Linked DNA regions of Anas platyrhynchos: region 2 is linked to region 1. A link is a contact called in public Hi-C data. All regions are on one chromosome and are shown on one strand. The core of a region is the stretch at or near the end of the contact, and the rest is flanking DNA. Distances in the headings are between cores, read along the strand shown. Region 1 holds the start of PSPH (phosphoserine phosphatase). Region 2 has its middle 32 kb from the start of LIG3.

Region 1 (4,780 bases), core at 788-3,287:
CACTCGGTATTTCATAACTGGGCTCTGGAATTCTCCAGTTAATGTTTATTCTTTACTTTTGCTGGGATGCTACCTGCCTGAAAGCATAACGAAACAAAACATGACAATCCAGCCCTGAGGAGCTGCAGTGCTAGTATCTGAGGTGCCGAGCTGCTCTGCCCACTGAAAATAGCCAAATGCCTAGCTTTGCCCTAGATTCTATAGCCCACAGGTCACACACATACTTTCCTATTCTTGCCTCTGGTTAATTTTTGTTTGCCTCGATCTCTTCTCCAGGCTGTGCTCAGTAGAGGGCAGCCTTGTCACACCCATAGGCGCACCAGCAGGCACGCTGTATTTTTTTTTTTATGTTTTCCCTGCTGCTCTTCTGTGATCCGTGTGGGTGATGTCCTGTGAAAAAGGCATTAATTCTCCATCCTAACACTTCCAGGCACATCTCTCTGTGCTTCCTTCCTGGGCCACATATGTCTAAGGGTGGTTATGTTATGGTTTAGTAATATTTCTCATTTGCATTTTCATATGAAATGCCCATTTTGCAGCATTTTTCAGACAACACTACAAGCCTTTCTACATTTTTCAGTCTTTTAGTAGCAGGTGCCGAACAGTTTTGAATATTTGCTCTTAATGCATAGTAAAAATACAGGGCAGATGCTTACAATGCCTAAGTTATCCTTTGAAATTACTGGAGTTACAACAAAGTACAGCAGGATGGAATCAGTAATGTAATATTTAAACAAATTACAAACAACAAGTCTGTTAAACTAAGAAAAGTAATGGGCATATCCTTCATGAAATGACCAGTAGCAATTCACTTAAGTGAAATCATGCAGTGCTTATCTTGGCAGAAAAAAAAAACAAAAACACAACAGATTCCCAGGAAAAACAGTTTTCTTTCATCTTTATCAAGATCTGTTTTTCTTTAACCGTATTCACCGAAACGATTTCTAAATCCATTTTAAAACATACCGCCCTGACACGATAAAACTCAGAAACAAGAGCAGCCAAAACTGAACCACATCACCAGTTTTGCAGCAAAGAGGCTCAGTCCCACCTTTCCTTGATGCAGGAAGTTTCTAATAGATGCTTGTATTGACAAGTAGTCACGCAAGTACTGAGAACATTTGAAAAAATGTACAGGAAGGCATAGGAGGAGAAGCACAGAAGGGTATTGATTTTAGTTCATACCCTTAAGTTTGAGGAATAATCCTGCCAGAATTGCAAAACCATCATGCATAGAATGTGACTGGTGTACCCAGTGGTGCAGAACAATCTTTCAAGATGGGTAGCAGTCATAAGACTCCTATCACAAGCGAATAAAAGAAGCTAAATCAGCAGTCTGGCTTTCTTGACCTTGAAACGAGTAATTGGCTTCATAGTTCTGGGTTGGCAGCCTCCTGTTTACTAACTAGTGCCCGCAGTCATGTCTGTGGGAAGTTCTTCTGTAGGATGCCAAAGCACTAGCACAGACAGGTTCTGCAATTTTCCCGTTGCTTTTGACAACATTTTATTTGGAGAAACAAAACAGAGCGTTCTCAGAAGCAGAGGCTTTCATTTTGCCTTCAAAGTTTGTGATGAATTTTGACTGCAGATTTTTTTGGTGTGTAATATTTTGCGCGCTCCAGTTTCACAGCTTAAGCCAAAATGCAATATTGCAATTTTAATGCGTGAAACCTTTGGTTTGCAGTGAAAACAAGTGCTCTTGCCTCTCACCCTGACTTCATGCCAAGAGAAACTCCTGGCTGTTGCTTGGCAGATCCCCTCCTTGCGTCTCCTCCCTGGTCCTCCCATGCCAGCACTCTGCGTGGAGGCAGGTGGGCTCGCTGAGCCCCGTCCTGCTCCCCGTGCCCGTGGCAGGGGCTGGCAGGCGAGCAAACCCCACATCATCTTGTGCACAGGCTGCTCCCTGCCAAGCCATGCCTACCCAAGCTGGGAGCGCCCCAAAGTGGGCCCGAACGGCTCCTCCCCTGACGTCGGCGAGGTTACACCTCTCTTCCTACGCCTGTCAGCGAACAGCTGGACTTCTCTGGTTACATGTGTGCAACCATTTAAAAAAAACATCCAGGCTGGCTTACTCAGCAGATTATAAAGAGTGATTTACAAAATGCGGCTTTCTTCCAGATCAGCCCGTGCCGTTGTATTTATGTGACTGAAGGTCTCAGCTGATCCGTTCTTTTCTTGTGCAGCCAAGAGGTTTGCAGCAGCAGCACCAGCCACGGCCAGTACAATACTGTAAGTCACCGGCAACGTTTCTTTCTCGCACTTTGGAAGGGGTTGGCGTTTGGTGTGTTCAGTTCCATAACACTTATCAGATTTTTCTTGCATAGGCAATGAGCTGTACGCTGGGGCTGTGCGCTGCCCTGCGAGATGCAGCAGCACTCTGCTGCCTATTTTATTACAGCAGCATGAATGAATGATGCAATCGCGCAGGGGGAAAGCATCATCATTTTGGCAGGACAGGCACGAGGGGATTGGAGAGATAGGAGATGTGTACCGACATCCACCAGGTTCCCCCTACGCCTTTTCAATTACCTTTTAAAAGGCGCCTAAATAAAATGTGCTGTTAGGCACTGCTGTGCAGCTCTCAGTGTGTCGCTGCAAACATTCCATCTCTCGACTTGCTTACAGGTTTCTAGTACTACCTTGTAAACTGAACAAGAAACAAAGAAGTTTGAAGCAGTCTTAGTGACTCTCAGGACTGAATCTCTCTATTCTCACACTGAAAACCACAGAAACTCCTAATTAAGGATGGGTTGAACTTAAAGAGCAGTATTTGCAGGAATATATAGTAAAAATTTGCTTAAATATAGCTAATCTGTTTAAATACATAATCTCTCTTCTAAAGCACATTGCTTATACAGAGAATTATACCTCAACATAGCAAAGCCATGTTACCATATTATTCCCATTTTACCGATAAAGGACTAGCAACAATGAAGGATTAAGTGCTTTGTTTGATACCATGGAAACCCTCCTGTAAACACTCTCATGGGCAGAGTCACACCTGTAGCAGGAACCGGCTCTGAGAAAAGGTTCAACAACAAACTTCTACAAATCCCATACTATAAGCAGCAGTTTCCCATCAGTGCAACAGAAACAGTCTTATATGGCTGCTTTTCTGTTAATCTCACTGAATGTTCAGTGCAATATTTCTCTGCTCTGGGAATATAGCTCACAGTGAGTTTGTTCTCATGCACATCAGGGCAAACTGGGACTAACTTCACTGATGCCAGGGAAATAACTCAGGGCAAAGTGAGACCAAAATGGGTCTTGTTATGGAGCAGTAGCTTTCAATAAAGTGCTCGCACTCACATTATTAAATGTGAGAATGAATCAGAATCACAAACATCAGAGACTGTTTGCACACTGTAGGATATTCCCAAATGATCTCTTAAAAAAAAAAAAACAAAAAACATTTTAAGTAGTATTTCATTAAGATTCACTTAATCTTCATTTTTTTCACAGCAAGAAATATGAACATAATATAAAGTAGCAGTGTGACAACACTTTTGAAAGCTGAAATAAGATAACAAGTCAAGTAGAGTCACGATGGAGATTTTGAGATCTCTTAATGATCTCATCAAAATAAACCAGCCACAGAACACCCGGAGTCCTGAGTACCGTTTCATGTTCCTTTTGCATTAGCAGATCTTGCAGATGTTTCAGTTTTTCACAGTGTGGCAAGTGCCCTTCTTTGAAGGGTCAGCAAACAGAAAAGATTACAGTTGTTTTCCTTTAACATGTGGTCTTACATAATTGCTAGGCTTGCTGCTGTGACTCCGCCCTCTCTGTTACGAAAGAGAACTATTTCTTGTGGAAATGCCAGTTTTTTTCCAAGTGGCCTAATGAAGTACTTAATAGCCTGGAGACAAGGAGATCCATGAGAACTCCACTTCCCCTTGTGATTTCCTTTTTGTTCTTCTCAAGTTTCACCTTTCCCTTTGTCACTTCCTTCTTACACCTTCTTTAGTCTATTCTTTGCCCATTGTTTTTTCTTTTTCTCATTTTCTTCCTTTCATCTTTTCCTCATCGTATTTTATTACCAGACCTGTTGAAATGTTTGCTGCTTGGATAGCTTTCCAGCATGGAAATAATAGAATAGAAATAGATTTCTTATCTGAAATATGATGGCTGAATGATCAGAGATTTTCTACCCAAGTTTTTCATATGGAGACTGAACTTATAATTATTAGTTGTGGGAATTTCTTTTTTCTTACCATCTCATAAAAACATTGATGCGTGCAAGCAATCGGATGTTCTGTGTTTTAGAGTAATTCATCTCTGCCAACCACAGAGGCCCATACCACTCTGGAATTAAAAACTGCTATTCCTTTACTATTGTCATTTAGAGAATTGTCCATAGAAGAGCTTAGCACAGCTTCAATTCTTTTTCCTCATATTTTCAGGTGACACATACCTGTAGACAAGAATCACAGATTCATAGAGTATCCTGAGTTGGAAGGGACCCACAAGGATCATGGAGTCCAACTTCTGATTCTACACAGGGCAACCTAAGAGTTAGGCCATACATCTAAGAGTATTGTCCAAACACTTATACAGTGACAGGTTTGGGGCCACGAATTCCCCGCTCACATGAGCTACCTTGTTTGTTCTTTTATCCCCTGCATGTTTAATTCTAGGCAGTTTTCTGGTGAATGCCATGGCAAGATGGCCCAGGAAAAAATCTGAACACAAAGGAAGGAACAGAACATCTTCTACTTGTAATTCCCCCTGCTCCTGGGGCCATTGCTCAATCATGAATAGCCTTGCCTTATGCTCCCAT
Region 2 (4,844 bases), core at 526-3,025, 350 kb after region 1:
GCACCTATGCACATTGATGGCAACTGGGACAAGGAGAGGAATTGGGTCCAGGGGGGTACGTAAGGGTTCAGGGACCAGCCAGCTCATTGCCTGGCAGCAATTCATAGCCTGGTTCTGAAATCAATAGAGGCTGAGTGCACTCAGCAGACAGACTAAGCCAGGTCTGTAATTTACTGTAATTCTGAGCTGCTAGATTACTTTCTTCAGGTTTTCCAGGAGGAACAGTTAGTCACAGTGGCAACTTACCCCCCTTTGTAGGCTCCACCTCCCATTTCCCCCTTCCTAATTGTCACCCCAACTTCCTTTCAAGTACTGGGGAGCAAAGAGGTTCCAGCCTCACGTTATGGCCTGAGCTGTCTTTCTGGGGGAGAAGAGAAGGCTTTGCCAGTTTGAAGGATGTCATTCCTGACCTCTCCAGGAGCTACACAGATACCTGAAAAGGAGCCAGCTCTACTGATGCTTCCAGGAACAACTACATCACAACCACCACTAGTCTTCTTGCGAGATCCCTGCAGGTTCAGTCAAGGAGGACTGAGTGCTCTAGTAGAGCATTTAGTGTCTTGGAGCATTGCTTCACATCTGTTTGACAGTGCACGCATAGGAGACCCAGCTATAGTCAGCAAATAAATAAGAGCTGCTCTGCAGAAGCCTAAGACAGACTTGATGGGACACTGGGATCCCCCCTTGTGATTGACATTCGGGATTTATTGCTTCTGTTAGGCTTCTGTTAGGAAGGAGAACTATCCCCAGCACAGTTCTGGATTTGCACTGCCAGCAAACAGTAGCTGGCTATCTCACTGCTAGGAACAGCCTGGGAAAGAAAGATTTTGACCTCTTTCATCTTGACTGGGTCAAGGGAACACTGACTCTGGTGATGGATGGTTGACTGTAATTCCTGCCTACTCATTTAATCAGCGTGAACAGACAGAAGCATGAGCATGCTCGAAAGAGAAAGCAGCAGTGGTGGAAATCCCAGAGGCACTGCAGAGCAGGGAGGTGTGAAGGGGAGATGCTGAGGGTAGAGCTCTGATATGAGGGACCATGGGGAGGAACCTGGGGCGCATCCTTGGATGAGAGCTGAAAAACTAAAATTACCTCTGCTAGCTGTGCCATTTCAGAGGCTGAAACCATGCTGCATGAAAAAACAGCCCCTGGAGTAGCATAAACCACAGCATGTGCCGCATCCTGCTTGCCTGCTCACCGGCAGCCTGCCTGCCAGCCATAAACACATAGGGGCGTTCAGGCATGGAGGAGGAAGGAGGGGGTCCCGCCATACCCAAAGCTACTCTGACAGCCTCACAACACAAAAGCCAAACAAATCTGCTCTTAAGGGAGCCTCCTGTGCACCAACAGCCAACACCGGCCGAGTTTCAGGCCAGAATAGTTGGCTTTGTCTGACCTCCTGCCTTAAAATAGCGGCCAGTAAAATTTCCCCTTTTCTTGACCCCAGTAACATGCCCCAAACACAGCAGCACCCACACTCTACCCCTCAGCTCAGCAGCCATCCTGTTTCCACAGAACCATACAGCCATTCAGGGCGTTTTCAAATCCAAACCTGGTAGCGTGGCGTACACTAACCTTGTCTTAACTTAAAGCAAACTATCTCAGCTCCCAGAGGAACAGAGTGTTGTATAGCCAACAGGCTGGAAACACAGGAGGCCAGAATAGGCAGTACAGCATCTCCGGGCCCCTGCACAACTAACAACAAGGCAGCTCCACAGCTGCTGAAGCAGAGAAGCAGCACGGCTGAACACATCCAGGTTGTGCTGCCAATGAACAGCCTGCTCCAAAGAAGAGGGGAGCAGTGCAAACCGAGTGCAGGCCCAAATGCCTATTTCTGATGTAACAGGAGTACCCCCTAGTGGGAAAACGGCTTGGAGAAAGCCTTTAAAATCGTAACATACACACACAAACACAGGATTTTACATCTCCCAGAAAATGCAGAGGGTGAGCTTGAAAATGCTACAGAATGTTCTTGAAAACAGAGAGAACCATCACATCGTGGGGAAATAGAGGAATAAAGTCTGATCATCGCTTAGACTGTTAGTTTTTACTTTTCCAATAAATCCATCTAAAAACATAGTCAAATCCACCGTTTCAGGTATTTCTGTGCAGAGAGAGTGCTGGATTGGAAACCAAATAGAGCTCTGCTCGTATTCATGAAGCCAGGCCAAGACTGTTTAAATACCCAAAGGTCACAGAAAAGCCTACGGCTGTGTGTCTTAATCCTGCTTACTGCTTGAAAGCTTCTGGGTGTGGAAGGAGTCTCTGTACTCGTGGCAGAAGCCCAACACATTTCCTGAGGACATCAGAGCTGGTGAAACCGTTTTGCTTTGGCTTGTGGATTAAAGATTTTGCTGTTAGGGGAGGGGGGAAAACTGGGCAAGGACTTGATGCGCTGGACATAAAGGATGCTGAGGATGCTGTAAACTGTATACAGATAGGATCAATACGCTCTCCCCAGTGACCCGCTCTAATATCACACTGACACCGCAGTGACAGGTGCAGTATTAGAACCTCAATAGAGTGGAATTATGTAGTACCTTTGGGACCCTTCCGTGCAAAAGCCTATCTAACCTGAATGTTATATATAGATCCCTTCATCCACTATTGAAATGCACCAACCTCTAGGGGAACGTTTGTGGTGTCTAAGCCTCCAACCCTTCTGATTTGGGCAAAGATAAATACAGTTAGGGAGTCTGAGCTCTTTTGTTTTCAGATTAAAGATCTAAGCACTGTTTCCTGAAAAACAGCAAAGCAGGGAGAGGATTTAAAGAAACACAGTCGACTTTTGTATCTGGGGATTTGACTAAAAAAAATCCATGCCAGACTCAAGGTGATCTTTTCTATAGAGACGTAGCCCAGTGAAGCATCTCAGAGAAATCCATGCTGGTAGTCACGCAATCAAGGTGAAGCAGCAGTGAGGGTAGGAATGCTTTGCAGATCAATTTAGAAAAGGCAAGAGAGGTGACAGGCAGAAGAAAATGGTGGGTTAAGCCCAGCATCTTTTGTGAGAGATGGCATAGTGCTTCCTCTGAATAACTATCAGGCACAACCCACAAATTCCCTACTTTCAGAAAGTGCCAGTTACTCCTCATAAATTTGCCTAGGGCCTCAGAGTCATGGTTCCTGCTCATAAGCATTGAACTCCCCTTTGATCCCACCTCCAGTGCAAACATCCTTCCCAAAAGGGGATGTTGACCGCAGCAGAGCTCACTGCAACCTTCCTGGCTCACTCTCCATCTGGCTGCTTCAGTCTGTGCAGATTTCCCAGCCAAGCACTGACCCAGCAAGGCGCAACGTGAAAATCACAGTAAGATAAAAAGATGCCAGTCCTAGGCACTGATTCCACCCCAGATCCTGCTTATTTCACTGGGAAGCCTCCTGAAAAAATAATTTGCTCACCGTGCAGAAGGGAGGAGCCTGGCCCAAGGTGACTGGGCTGCAGAACTGGACCAGAGCCCAGACCTCTCCCAGAGGTTTTCCTCTACCACAGGCAGTAGGAGGGAGGGAGGCCTTGGCTCTTTGGAGAGCAGAAGGCTGCAAATTCCCCATTCCCTTCTCTGCACACTCAGTTAAACTGACAGATGACTGTATGTGTCCACGAGCCTCCATCACTGCTGAAAGGATGGTATAGATGATGTCTTGGAGACAAAGAAGTACAGGGGAACAAAAAAAATGAAGAGTAGAGAAATTTGAAGTAGATGAGAAAAGAAAGAAGGAGAGATTCTCCAGATATGAAACATGCCATTGCAGAACCAGTGACATGCCTAGGGAAATTTTAAAAAAGTTTAAAGGAAAAGCAAAGCACAAAAAAAAAAAGAAAAAGGATCCTATTAAGATTAATGCTTTTTGGCTTACCATCTCCCTCCAGCATGGCTCTTCCATTTCCATAAACCCATTATCCTCACTGCTGTTTCACTTAATTGGAAAATGTCTATTGCAACCTAGCTTGTTCCAAGACAAACCTTGGATGTATATATAACAGGCACTTAAAAGCTTTCAAATATTTCAAATTTGCTCAACACAATTATGTTAACAAAAACCCTGTGGGACTTTTTTTTTTTAACAAAACAAAAAAATACCAAAAAAACAAAACGCACAAGAATCGTAAAGCATGTGTTCACAGGGCTAGAAATGCCGTTACATTTATCCTGATTAGCATTCACTAAGCTTTTATGTGCACATGCAGTTATTGCCAGGGTAGGGAAGAGGGGAGAGTGGGAAATGACAGTAAATTATTTGGCTAGTGAAGGTCAGGGAACTGAAACAAGGATATCGGTTTCACTGCAGTTGCACAGTGACAGCAGGCTGAACACAGAGGTTGTGCCAAGCCCCATGAGCAGCACCCTTGGGGGAAGCCCGAGCTGTGCTTGGGGAGGGCTGGAGGGAACAGAGGAGCCGTAAGGGCGGCGAGCAGAGCTCCAAGCTCAGGAACTGACTCAGAGGAATGGGACTTCTGGTGGGTCCTGTCGGTTCTACAGCACCGAGCAGCAGAGGAGTTCCTTTGCACCTACTTCTCTCACTCCTCCTTCCCCTCGCCCCCTCTGACATCCCACAGAGCAGCTGGGAGCACTGCTCTGGGGTGACCAAGGCATCAAAACAACTTCTATGTATTCAGATGCTCACTGTGAGAACTGCCTTGGTGCTGGGCACATCAGCCCGACAAGCACTCCAGGACCTGGCTTCCATCAGTAGTTGGCTACAGGACAGCAGGCGTTGTGGGAAGCAGAACAGGAATCAGTTTTCTATCCTGAGAAGTGATAGCTCTACTGGCTTTTAGCTGCTCGTATGATCTCGATAATGAATAAACTCTGCTATTCTTGTCTTATACAGTAATCTCC

Evidence for each region. A called contact is a pair of places that touch in the nucleus more often than the background predicts.
Region 2: a contact with region 1 is called in a Hi-C map of subcutaneous adipose tissue, with 2.6 times the contacts expected there. The contact joins the enhancer-like site here to the promoter of PSPH in region 1. A contact is called at or near these places in 2 of 8 Hi-C or Micro-C datasets (skeletal muscle and subcutaneous adipose tissue).

The regions. Positions count from the first base shown.
Region 1 is chr20:6,111,615-6,116,394 of IASCAAS_PekinDuck_T2T, forward strand. It overlaps PSPH (phosphoserine phosphatase), which reads left to right and starts at 2,038. Exons shown (of 6, transcript XM_013107785.5): 1 at 2,038-2,229.
Region 2 is chr20:6,459,541-6,464,384 of IASCAAS_PekinDuck_T2T, forward strand. No RefSeq gene overlaps it. Among named protein-coding and RNA genes, the nearest start is that of LIG3, 32 kb to the right of the region's middle. Within about 2 kb of position 1,776, at least 1 of the 8 cell types and tissues checked has an H3K27ac peak or open chromatin away from gene starts, as enhancers often do. A contact at or near this core is called in subcutaneous adipose tissue, where this site is marked.